Regions from separate parts of the Sus scrofa genome. Here region 2 is linked to region 1. The links are chromatin contacts, called in public HiChIP or PLAC-seq maps. All regions are on one chromosome and are shown on one strand. Each heading gives the region's core, a stretch centred on a gene start, on an enhancer-like site or on the middle of the called end of the contact. The rest is flanking DNA. Distances are from core to core; before and after follow the strand shown.

The links. HiChIP or PLAC-seq counts read pairs in DNA pulled down with a chosen protein or histone mark.
Region 2: an H3K27ac HiChIP or PLAC-seq map of alveolar macrophages shows a contact between it and region 1. The contact joins the promoter of RPSA here to the promoter of CSRNP1 in region 1. A contact is called at or near these places in 1 of 47 Hi-C or Micro-C datasets (embryonic fibroblasts) and 1 of 2 datasets of contacts at active chromatin or transcription factors (alveolar macrophages).

The regions. Positions count from the first base shown.
Region 1 is chr13:23,841,397-23,847,767 of Sscrofa11.1, forward strand. CSRNP1 (cysteine/serine-rich nuclear protein 1) reads right to left here and starts at 3,802. Exons shown (of 5, transcript XM_003132123.4): 1 at 3,593-3,802. LOC106505568 (a long non-coding RNA gene) reads left to right here and starts at 2,417. Exons shown (of 3, transcript XR_002338214.1): 1 at 2,417-2,704.
Region 2 is chr13:24,068,692-24,075,201 of Sscrofa11.1, forward strand. It overlaps RPSA (ribosomal protein SA), which reads left to right and starts at 3,860. Exons shown (of 7, transcript NM_001037146.2): 1 at 3,860-3,884; 2 at 5,620-5,785. The coding sequence starts at 5,653.

The sequences.
Region 1 (6,371 bases), core at 2,552-5,051:
CTTTACCCTGCAGCCAAAGTGATTTGATTAAAGGCCTATCTACCTACACACGGAGAATCACCCACCTATGGAGAATCGATCCACAGCTCCCTTTAGTGGAGCCTGCCCCAAGAAAGGCTAAAGCAGACCAGGCTGCCGCCCCCCCCCCAAGACTCATCATGCAAGACTCTCCTTAGCCCCCTTACTTTATACTCCAGCTGAACTCGCAGTTGCCACAATGGCCAATATCTGCTCACCTCCTGCCTTTGCACAAGCTGGAACCCAGCCTCACTTCCCTTTAGAAGTCATCTCCACGAGAGCCTCCTGAAGCCCTCACTCTTCCCACTACAGGCCTCTCTGGGTTCCCAGGGGCCCTGGGATTCCCCCATCACAGCCCATATGGTCCTTCCTGCAATGGCCTCACCTCACTACTCATCTCCCTCAAGCTAGGCTGAGGGCTTTTTGCATGGCCAGCACTGTGCCTGTGCCTGGAATAGAGTCTGATATACTGAGGTAGGTACCTGGCTGCAGACCAGGTATAAACAGAAAGAAGATTTAGGCACATGAGGTCTCTGAGGCCATTGGTCAGTGTGCCCTTCTCTCACTCCTGCCACAGCTAAGTTGGTGGGGGGGAGGAGGCTGCCCTTGCCCATCCCCCAGCCTGGACCAGAGGGTTTCAGCAAGAATAGTACCCAGAAGAAGGCAGCTCTGAAGGCAGGAAAAGGAAGCTCAGGCTGCAGGCAGGTGCCAACACAGGCATGTCAGGAGATTCTCCAAGAGTAAACAGAGTGAAGGAAGCAGGTTCAAGCCACACAGCCTGTCTCTACCTCAGGGATGTCTACAGAATGGGAGCTTCAGGTGAGGGGGTTATAAACTTCAAGGCTTCAGACAGGGAAACGGACACAGGGAACCTACAGCCATGATGCTGGTTCTGGTGATGAGCCCCTAGCAAAATCTGCAGACCTGAAAATGAGAAATTATCTCCTCCCTGATATTGTGGGAGGAGGAAGAGCCCCTGGCTCTTGTGATCTGCCATCCCACCTGGAAACCCAGAGGCTGAGAGAGAGAGGCAGAGGCAGATGAGACAAAAAGACTCAGTCAAGAGACAAGGAGAGGCCAAGTCGAAAAGGAATGAAAGATAGAGAAAGAGTCCAAGAAAAGTGTCAGACAGTGAGTCAGAGGGTGGGGGAGGGGCCCCCAGCAGCTACCCAGGAATCAAGATCCTGACCATGGCACTGTTCCCAGGGTGAGCACAGCCCCCTCCAAGGGTCCTGTAGGAAGGAAAAGCAATTCCCAGGAGCTGGCTCAGACAGAAATACCACACCCCCTGGAGCCCCGGAGACAGGCCCTGAATCAAAGAGAACCAAGCTTCTTCCGGGATCTGCCTGGGCCCTGAGAATCAGGCCGCCCTGCATCACCACTCACAGGAGCCCAGAGCCCAAGCCAGCGGAGGGGGGGGCGCTTCTTCACCCAACTTGCCACAACTAACTGCACACTCAGGCCACACTATTGTCAACCCAGGGAAGGCCAACTCACCCTGGATACCAAGCAAACAAAGACTGTTTGGGGGGCGGGGGAAATGCCCAGGCCTCTGAAAAATCACACTAACTCCTCTTCGACCTCTGCAGTCCCAATGCTCCAGCTCCCAGTCAGAGCTATTATTGGGAAGGGGGCACCTTCATCTGCCTCCAACCTCTTTCAGGAATCTGAAGAATGTGTCCTTTAACCTCAGAGCCCCAGGCCTTGGTCAAGCCAGCTCCCCTCAACACCTGGGGTCACATGACCTTGGACCCTCAGGAACTACTTCCTGGGAGAAAGGGAGGGCACCTCTGAGCAGCTCATGCCCCCAAGGGAATTGGCTAGAAAACACCCAGGACAGCCTAAAGAAAGCAGATAGGAAGCCTTGGCACACCCCTCCCCCACCCAACCCTCAGAAAGTGACGGGGGGAGGGGACAGTTCCTCAGCCTTGGCCTCCAGGGCCTGGCACTGGGGAGGTGCCAAAAGTTTGCTGGCTACATGAGGCAATTGCTCCTGCAGAAGGGAAATTGCACCTGACAGTGAACGCTTCCTCCACCTAAGCGGGGCCCCTTCACTCTCATTCATTTATTCATTCAATCAACAAATATTTATTGAGCGCCTAGGACATGCCAAGCACTGTGTCAGGCACCTGGGCATACACAGAGTAAGACATACACTAGTGCTGCCCCCTTAGAGCTGTGAGTTTAGTGGGGCGGAGTATAATTAGAGTTACAAACTGTGTTGAGTGCTGGAATGGAGAGTGGGAGGGATATTTTTTTTTGAAGTTAAAATTAGGTATTTATTTTGTTCCACTCCACTAAGGCAAGATATCCCTGGTTAGGTGAAGTCAGGTATCTCCAAGGAAAGGAGAGGAAGTAGGAAAAATACCAGAGTGGGGGCTAGAGGAGGGAGAGCTAGGGAGGTGAGGGGAAAGGGGCAGCCTGCGAGGGGGCTTCAGGAGCCTGGGCAGTTACAGCAGGCTTTAGCCTGAGGGCTCAGGAAGCCACTGAAAGGTTTTAAGTAGGGAGTGACATACCAGATTTGCATTTTAAAAAGATGGCTCCCGCTCAGGACTGGAGGGGGTGTGACCAGTTGGACCAGAGCTAGGTGAGAGATGACAGGCCAAAGGCTTAGGAGAAAGGGGGCAGGAACTTGGTGACCTCTGGAGCTGGGGACCAAAGAGGCCAGTGAAGTTGAGGATTTGGGGTAAGTGATGAGTTGCGCTCCAGAGGACTGTGAGGCATCGGAGTGGAGGTGTCGGGTGGGCAGTGGAGCCAGGCAGGGACCCTCTTGTGTCATGAGTGTGGGCTGTGCGTGACTGTGCCAGGGAGTAGGAGTGACTAAGTGTGTGCGACGGCTGCTGTGGTGTGGGCATCTTAACGGGGCCCCCGGGGAGGGTAAACTGAGGACCAGGAGGAAGTACGTGCTGGGGAGGGAGCCGTGAGTGGGAGAAGCCTACGTGTGCCCGCGGGTGGCCAGTGTAGCTGCGCCCGTGACTCACAGCGGTGGCCTCTGCGTGTGACGGTGACTGACAAACAGGTGAGCATACGACATAATCCCTCCCTCCCTCCAGGGGTCCGTGACTCACGGAGCCTCACTCCTCGCTCTTCTCTCCACTCCCTCCCTGACGGGCGCCGGGCACTCGCCGCAGCCCCGGCACCCGCCCCCGGGGGGAGCCCGAGGAGGAAGGCGACAAATGTCACCTGCTCCGGCCACGCGAGGAACTTCTGAAAAGTTCTCAGGCAACTGGGTCAAAAGGGAACTCACCCGGGACGCGCGCCCGCCGCCACCCCGCCACCCGCGCGCTATCCCGGCTCGGCTGCCACTCACCCCAGGCTCGGGGCACAGGGACTTCTTGGGGTCCCAGTGGCGGGGCGGGGGAGGGGAGGGGAGCGGAAAACCTGAGACTGTCGCCTCCCCGGCTCCCGGCCCGGACTTCCTCCGTGGCGCGCGGTCCGGGGCCAGGCTGTCTTCGTCCTGGCGCCCGAGCAAAGGTGGCTGGAGAAAACGGCAGGGGCCGGGGAGCAGCGCCCCCCGCACGGGACGCCCCCTTCCTAAAGTCTGTCCCACCGGTCTGAAGCCCCCGACACTGACCTGAGATCCGGATGCTCGCCAAGGGCAACGCTGAGACCTGCGTCCCGGCTGGGAACGCCCCCTACACGGCGACCCCGCGCTCGCTAGCTCGCTCAGCCGGCAGCGATCTGCCCAGCAGCCCCTCTCTCTCTGTGCGTCCGGCAGCAGCGGCGGCGGCGGGAGACTGGCTGCGCCCGGCCCCGCCCGCAACTCCGCCCTCCTCGTCAGTGGAAAACTCCGGGGCTCACGGCGCTGACGCATGCCGGGCCTCCCGCCCCGCCCCGCCCCGCCCCGCCCCGCCCCGCCCCGGAGGCACCGCCTCCTCCCCCTCCCGAGCCGGCGCAGCAGCCGCAGGCCTCCCTGCGGACTCTGACCTCGCGCCAGCGCCGCTGGCGCTCTCCACCCCCAGCCCCCTCCTTCGCCCCTCCGCCGCAATCCCGCGGGCTCTCCTCCGCACACACTTTTGGAGAATCCCCGAAGCTCCGGGCCGGCAGAGCAGGATCGTAAAGATCCCCACCTCTCTTCACGGCCCCAGTTCACAGATAGGTAGACTGAGGCCCAGAGCAATGCAGAGCGTACCTCAGGCCATCCGTGGGTGGCAGAGCCGAGGCCTCCTATACATCTTACCCCCACCTTGCCCGAGGCAGTTTACTATAATCCAATCAAATATTCCTTCCTCCCTACCCGCCCCCATCCGCCTGGAAAGTAACCTGGAGATGAACCAGAGGAGGGGAGTGGAGGTGGGGACGGGGCGGGGGGGGGGGGAGGGGGGGGAGAAGGTCATCCTTGGGCCTGACCTTCACCTCTGCGCACGGGCGAGAAACCCTGCAGAAGCCCAAAGCTAGGGATTCCTGGAACCAGTTTACCCCCACCCCACCGCCACCCCATCCCTCCCTTAAAAAAAAAAGAAAGAAAAAAAAAAAAAGGAAGAGAGAAGGGTAGTTTCTTCTGAGCCAGACCCTGGCCACTTAAATGGCCCACTGCCTGCTCTGCTCCCGCCAAGGCCTTTCCTGACTAAGGGCCAATTCCTCCAATGTTACTGCGCCTGGGAAAGTGTGTGCATGTCTCCGCGGCGAGTTCTGGCCCAGGAGCCCACCCTCCACCCATCTTCCCAACCCCTGGTCAGATCCGACCCACCACCACCCACCACGTCTCTTGAGCGTTTCCACCCTCACACCTTTGCAGCAGCCTTTCCTCTCACCTCGAATGCCTTCTTGTTCTCTCACTGCTTAGCAAAATCCCAACGCCCTTAAGGTCTCAACTTGCACTGCCTCCTCCAGGGAGACTTCGTGGGCTCCTGACCCTCCCCCTCCCAGTCTGGCTCCCGCTGCATTCTGGGTTCTTCTCTGACTGTCCTAGATGAGTGCTGTCTGTGACTAGTCCAGCCCTCAGGGTTGCTTTCTACCTAACTCCAGGTGAGCAGTGGGGGTGACCTGTTCTGCCTGGTTGGCATCTGGGGTACAGATGATGGAAAGATCTCCCTTAACGGCCACAGGTGTGTCTATAGAGGGGGTCAAGAGGGGGTCTGCCTGCCCTTTCCTTTTCCTAGGAAGAATGTAAGGGGGAAGCTACTGCTCCTGTTCTTCCTGGATGCACTGAATGTATGTACCTGGGGGGGCCTTCTGGGGGAGGTGGCTGGACAGCGGAAGCCAACCTTCCAGTGACTTCCCAGTGCTCTCAGGATGAAGTCTCAACTTCATACCTACAAAGCTGGAATAATCAGGCCCTTGCCTACCTTTGCAACCTCACCTCTCTCTTCAAAATGCCTGTGCATTTCCTTGTGAGTTGTCCCACTCCTTTCCCTGCTCCTTAACGATAATGTCTTTAATGTGTGCACATTTTTTATTTGTACATTGTGCTTGTAATACTGGTACAACCACACTAGTTTTAATTTACACATGAGATATTCAGTTCTATACCTCCTTAAGTTTCTTGCATCCTTACCTCTGTGCTCCAGCCCACGCCCTTGATAACTGTATTCCAGGAGTTCCCATCGTGGCGCAGTGGAAATGAATCCCACTAGGAACCATGAGGTTGCAGGTTTGATCCCTAGCCTCGCTCCGTGGGTAAAGGATCTGGCATTGTTGTGAGCTGTGGTGTAGATCACAGACACGGCTCGGATCTGGCATTGCTGTGTCTCTGGCATAGGCTGGAGGCTACAGCTCTGGTTCGACCCCTAGCCTGGGAACCTCCATGTGCCATGGGTGCAGCCCTAAAAAGACAAAAAGATACACACACACACACACACACACAAACACACACACACACACACACACAAACTGCACTCCAGTCCTGATTGCTGGCAGTCAGTTTTGGGGGTGTGTTCTGCTCATCCTGGTTTAAACTTCCAAAGATGCTAATCTCCAGCCTGTACCTGCCTTGCATCCCACTTCGCTGTATGGTTTCCTAGTGCATTTCTTTGTGAGTTGTCCTTGAGCATTAGGAGGGCAGGGGCTGTGACTGACTGTCCTCTGTGCTCCTTGAGAACGTATTGAATAAATTAGGTCTGCATAGTAAATGTGTGCAAGGATCTGGGACTCAAGAAGAGGGCAGGGCCGGAAGTGGAGATGGAAGGGTCATCAGCGTATACAGCTTCTACACTGAAGCCCTGGGTGTGGCTGACAGCTCAGAAGTCCCTTGCTAGAGGTGACTCAGCCCTTAGGGCTATGTGGTGGGTGGCCACCCACTTGCTCCTACCCCCTTCAAATACTCAGCTGTGATGTCTCCTGTGGCTGCTGGGTTGTAGGGCTTTCTGGTCCCAAGGAATCATTTGTTCCACTGCCTCCGAATTCCTGCCTCT
Region 2 (6,510 bases), core at 2,610-5,109, 230 kb after region 1:
GATCCTGGAAGATTTCTGGGCACAAAGCCTTGTTTCAGGGGGACAGCAGCAACAGCTGAAATAGCAACAGCTGTCTTTTTTTTTCTTATTTTTTTTGGCCAGCATGCAGAAGTTCCCAGGAAAGGGAATAAACCTGCAGCACAGCAATGATGATGCCGGATCCTTAACCTGGTGTGCCACCAAGGAACTCCCTTAACAGCTCGTATTTTCTGGGAGAGGTTAAGTGACTTGTTCAGAGTCACAGTTAGCATGTGTGAAACTGAGATTCACAAGACACAAAGTGCCAAATGATGGAGAAAAGTTTTAAGACAGAATGCTTTTGATGGACAGAAGGGACCATCCCATTACCACTTAACTGTTGGCATGAAGGCTTTGGGACAAGGGTGGGGGAGTGATTTTGGAACCCTGCTCAGATCACTACAGGTCAGAGTCCTGGAGAGAACTGTGGGGCAAGTGGATACCAGACAGGCAAGGAGGAATTCTGGTTAGAAAGGTAGGTGGCCCAAGATGGATTTGATGCCTAGGACCAGCCAGCTGCCCCATATTCTCTTCACTTCAAGTAAGAATAGACTCTCCTACCCATCCAGTGCCCAAATATAGACCCCAAAACTAGTCCCTGGCACAGCTTTATATTGAAAAAAATTTTTTGTCTTTTTAGGGCCACACTGGTGCCATACGGAAGTTCCCAGGCTAGGGGTTGAACTGGAGCTGCAGCTGCCGGCCTACACCACAGCCACAGCAACATGGAAACCTGTGCTGCAGCTTGTGGCAATACTGTATCCTTAACTCACTGAGCAAGGCCAGGGATCAAACCAGCATCCTCATTGGATACTAGTCAGGTTCTTAATCTGCTGAACCACAACAGTTAATTTTTTTTTTTCCTTACATACAGATCCAAGAAACCAAAGTTTACAAAAAGAAGGCTCTGAGATTTTCATTAAAAATGTGCATTGATGGAGTACCCTGGTGGCCTAGTGGTTAAGGATCTGGTATTGTCACTGTCATGTCTCAGGTTTCATCCCTGGCCCAGGAAATTCCCTATGCCATGGGTGTGGCCCCTCAAGATGTGCATGAGTTAAAAATAATGGAGCAACTTGTGCAGAGGACCAGGAGGCTGAGAGGTGGGGAGGACAGATGGCTGGGGAGCAATAGCCCTTCTTTGCCAAGTGCCTCTTGGGCCAAGGGCTCCTCACCATGGTTTACTCTCATTACAGTATGTTTTCATCTTTGGGCTTAATTAACCCACTTCCTTGCCACAAATTTTCTTCATGCAGATCACTTCTCAAGGACAAAGTTAGTGGGGAAAAAAATATTTTGTAGAGGAACGAAACCTAAACATTGGAGTTCCCATTGTGGCTCAGTGGAAACAAATCTGTATCCATGAGGACGCAGGTTTGTTCCCTGGCCTCGCTCAGTGGGTTAAGGATACAGCATTGTTGTGAGCTGTGCTGTGGGTCGCAGACGTGGCTCGGATCTGCTGTAGCTATGGCTGTGGTGTAGGCTGGCAGCTCCAGCTCCAGTTCGAACCCCAGCCTGGGAACTTCTGTGTGGCCCTAAAAGACCAAAAAACCACACACACAAAAAAAAACCCTAAACATAAGTATAGTACAATTTTATAGTTGTTAACAAAGGAAGTATTTTGGAGGTTCTTTGCTGACATAGTTTGGGACTGACCCAGAACACCCTCCCTTGGAGTCCTGCAATGACAGAAAACTGCCCCTAAAAGCCATCTATTGGTTTTAAGCCTCTCCCCCTACCCCCGACATTTTTTTTTTTTTTTTTTTTTGAGAGCCAAAATGTCTGCAAATATTCTCGGCAGTTTCTAAGGATGCTTTTAAAGCCATGACTTTTCTTGGCTATCAGTTCTTTATTTAAATGCTGTGGGGTTTGTTTTCTTTCAATTTAAAAACCTGTTGAGTTCCCATTGCAGCTTAGCAGTAATGAACCTGACTGGTATCCATGAGGCCATGGGTTCAATCCCTGGCCTTGCTCAGTGGGTTAAGGATTTCGAGTTGCTTGTGAGCTGTGGTGTAGATTCCCATGTGGCTGTGGCTGTGGCTGTGGTGTAGGTGAGCAGCTGCAGCTCTGATTCAATCCCTAGCCTGGGACCTTCCATATGTCACAGGTGTGGCCCCAAAAAGACAAAATAAATAAATAAATAAATAAAAACCTGTTCCTCATAGAAATCTCAAAAAACGAAAAATGAGGCCAAAAAATCTACCAGTTTCTCTACTTGTGTATCTGTAGTTCACATTAAAATTAATCTAGATTTTTTTTTTTTGGTTTGGAGTTGGGCATATGTTTAAAAGATGTCCAAGGAGTTCCCACTGTGGTGCAGAGGGTTAAGAATCCAACTGCAAAAGCTTGGGTCTCTGCAAAGGTTTGGATTTGATCCCCAACCTGGTGAAGTAGGTTAAAGGATCCAGTGTTGCTGCAGCAGCGGTGGAATTTCCACAAGTTGGGGATACAGCCTTTAAAAAAAGAAGCAAACAGAAAAAACTCCAAGTAATTCTAAGTGCAACCAGGCTTAAATCTTCATACGCCTAATAATCAGGCATTGATTGATAGACTGATTGATTGATTCTTAAGACCAGGGCATACAGAGAATCTGCACCACAGCAGCGAAAGGAGTCATAGCAGTGACAGCGTGGAAACCTAAACCTGCTGCACCAGGAGGGAACTCCAGTTTTCTTTACAATAATTTAATGCCTAGGGTTTCAATTTCTCAAAATAATCGCCCTCATCCGGCAACTCCCTTTTGTACCATAGAATGTATTTCTTTTTAATTTTTAAACTTTTTTGCTTTTTAGGGCCACACCTGTGGCATATGGAAGTTCCTGGGCTAGAGGTTGAATTGCAGCAGGAGCTGCCGGCCTACATCACAGCCTCTGCAAAGCTGGGCTTAACCCAGTGAGCAAGGCCTGGAATCAAACCTGCAACCTCATGCATACTAGTTGGGTTGGTAACCACTGAACCACAATAGGAACTCATTTTATTTTTAAACCACTTTATTATTTTTTTCCTTTTTTGGCCACCAGGTGGTATATGGAGTTCTCTAGCCAGGTATCGGATCAGACATCCAGTGGCTACCTGGGTGCAGCAACGCGGGGTCCTTAACCCATCGTCCAGGACCGGGAATCAAATCTTTGTCCCAGCGCTCCCAAGATGCCCACGGACCGCACTGCACCAAAGCGGGGACTAAAGTATTTTATTTTTTTAAGGACTTTATGGTATTGGGTGGAATAAATACTAACTAATCTATTAATGGATATTATAATTTTCACTCCACAAGAAAAAAAGTATGCAAACTATTCCTGCAGTCTTGTTCTGCCCCCCCCAAACTTCCTGTAAAATAATTTTTTCCTAGGAGACTTGTTAATTTTTTATTTTATATTGGAGTATACTTGGTTTACAATGCTGTGAAGATAACTTTTTAAAAATCTGAATTACACAGTAACTTGTCCTCCAAAAAAATCAAAATGAGTTTTCCAGCTTTTGTTTACCCAAAACAAGCTTGTGTTCAACACCCCTTTGCACGTAAGGAAACTGCAGCTTACAAGAGAGACCACTCAAGTTGATAGGTACGAAAAGCTGCGAAGGAACTCGGATGCCCGACTGGCTGGTTGGCTGGTTTCCCGGACGCGTCCCTGCACACAAACCGTGCGCTCCCAGGACCCAGCCCGCGAGGGACTTCGCTGACGTCCACCGCAACGCCGCAGCCGGTCTTCCGGAGGAAGGCCCGCCCCCATGACTGCCTGCTTAGTTCGCCCTTCCGCTCGGCTCTTCGTTGTCATTGGCTGGCAGCAGACTATATAAGGACGTCATTTCCGCTTACCCTTCCTTTCCGCGCTGCCCAGACCGGGGTCCACACGGCGTTGTTCTTGGTGAGTTGTTTGTGGGTGTCCGGGCGTCCCCCAAGGCCACCAGAGCGAGCTTCTCGTTCAGAGGAGCAGTGCGGGGACCTGGGGGGAAGTTTTCAGACGGAGCGCGTCTGTCTCGGGCCGGCGCGCTCCCCTTCAGGTCGGGCGGCCTGCACGTGGCGGGACTCGGGCCCGTGTGTTCCCACAAGGCCTCGGAAGCAGACTGGGGCCTCGACCCCGGGTGCCGGTGGGCAGGATGCCTAGAGTTAGGCCTACGCAAAGCATTGTTGTCGCTTCAACATTCGGCGGTAAACCCAGAGATTTAGCCGCCGATATTCTCCAGTTTCTTGGGCTTGTCGGTTTTCCCTGTTCCCCGTTCAGGAGTTAGAATTTCTGATGCTGGACAGGCTAAATAAAAGGTCCAGGTTCTGTCCAAAAGAATTTGGACAAGGAATGCAAATTAGAAGTCACAGAAATTGTGGGGTAGACAGAAATGAAGCAGTTTATTAAGGGGCGGAGGCGAAAGTACTCCCAAAGAATGTAGGCGGCTTCCTGGGTGAGAAGCGCACGGAACGCTTTTTCTGATTAGGGGCGGAAGATGCATTGCTGGGAGCTTTGTGGTGGGTTCTTGATTGCACCTGGCTACATCATGTTCTGTTCTGTTGCTGCGTGTCTCCTGGAGCCGCTGCATGCGCTTTAAAAGCCATTTCACCTTACTATTAAAGCGCAAAATGTGGAAAATAGTAACGGCGATCACCTACAGCCTGAGTATAAGTACTGCGCAAGCTCGGCCAAGCTCTGAGTTTTATGGTTTTCTTTCTTTATGCCCTGCATTTGGCATACCATTTGTGAGCGCTTATACAAATGAGTGGGTGTTACAGTCATTGGTGGGGGGTGTGTGTGAGGGGTCATGTTCTCTTATTTTCATTCCAGCTGCACCTTCCCAAAGAAAGGGATTTTTGTCCTTATTTAGTTTTTACCTGAAATGTCATGAAGTTGTGCATAATGGAAACTTTACCGGCAAGGCTAATTTCATTGTAATGAAGGTATAATGTGCAAACTGGTTACATTCAGACCCTTGAAATTACTGTCTTTTCCCACCTTTCTTAGTTTTCCTCCAGGGCACTTATGTCTCCAAGATGTGTGGTTTCCTGTCATTCTGGAGATTGCTGCTTTTCTTTGTCTTCTAAGGGAATCCTGTTGTTTACGTGATGGATGGTTTCCTGCCATTTGGCCCTTGGCTCCCCTTTCTCTACTCACACCTAGACCACTCTTTCTAAAGAAAGATCACAGGATTTGTTGCAATTTTTTGTTTGTTTGTTTTTTGTCTTTTTGCCATTTCTTGGGCCGCTCCCGCGGCATATGGAGGTTCCCAGGCTAGGGGTCGAATCAGCTGTATCTGCCAGCCTAGGCCAGAGCCACAGCAATGCAGGATCCGAGCCTCGTCTGCGACCTACACCACAGCTCACGGCAATGGCCGGATCATTAACCCACTGAGCAAGGGCAGGGATCCAACCCACGACCTCATGGTTCCTAGTCAGATTCGTTAACCACTGCGCCACTACGGGAACTCCCTGTTGCAGTTTTTTAAGATGTGGTATATCTATTAATATTGTCTCATTCCACTAGACTAATCCCTCTGTAGGAAGTGTGGTCCATGGTGAGATTTAAACATTGTCATTTAACTCGAGGGGTGTTAGGATGCACTTGTTACCCCATCCCATTTGACTCAGTGAAACGGCCTTTTAATTTTTTTCAGATTCCCGTCGTAACTTAAAGGGAGACTTTCACAATGTCCGGAGCCCTCGATGTCCTACAAATGAAAGAGGAGGATGTCCTCAAGTTCCTTGCAGCAGGAACCCACCTTGGTGGCACCAACCTTGACTTCCAAATGGAACAGTACATCTACAAAAGGAAAAGTGATGGTCAGTCATCACTTCAGGTTTTTTTTGTTTCCCTTCTTTATTACAGTTAGAAGGACAATTATTAACCATCCTATTCTGATTGGTAGTGCTGGTGATGTGATTTCTAAAATATGAAAACTCTCTCATGAAGTATTAGGTTAAACTATAGATTGGTAAGAAGATTTAAAAGAGTAAAGGTGGGAGTGCCTGTTGTGGCTCAGTGGTTAATGAATCCAACTAGGAACCATGAGGTTGCAGGTTTGATACCTGGCCTCTCAGTGGGTTAAGGATCCAGCATTGCTGTGAGCTGTGGTGTAGGCTGACAGCTGTAGCTCTGATTGGACCCTAGCCTGGGAACTGCTGCAGGTGTGGCCCTAAAGAGAAAAACAAAAAACAAACCAGTAAAGGTGAAATTCCCTCGTGGTGCAGTGGGTTAAGAATCTGGCATTGACACTGCCGTGGATGGGTTTGATCCCTGGCCTGAGAACTTAAACATGCTGTAGGTGCAGACACCTGCCCCCAAACAAAAAAACTTAAGTAAAAGTGCTCTGGTGTGTTCCCCTCACCCCCAAAGTCTTTAGGGCTGTGCCTGAGGCATATGGAAGTTACCAGGCTAGGTGTTGATTCAGAGTTGTAGCTGCCAGCCTATACACCACAGCCATAGTAACATGGGATCTGAGCCATGTCTGTGTCCTATACCACAGCTCATGGCAACACCAGATTTCTTAAACTGAATGAGGCCAGGG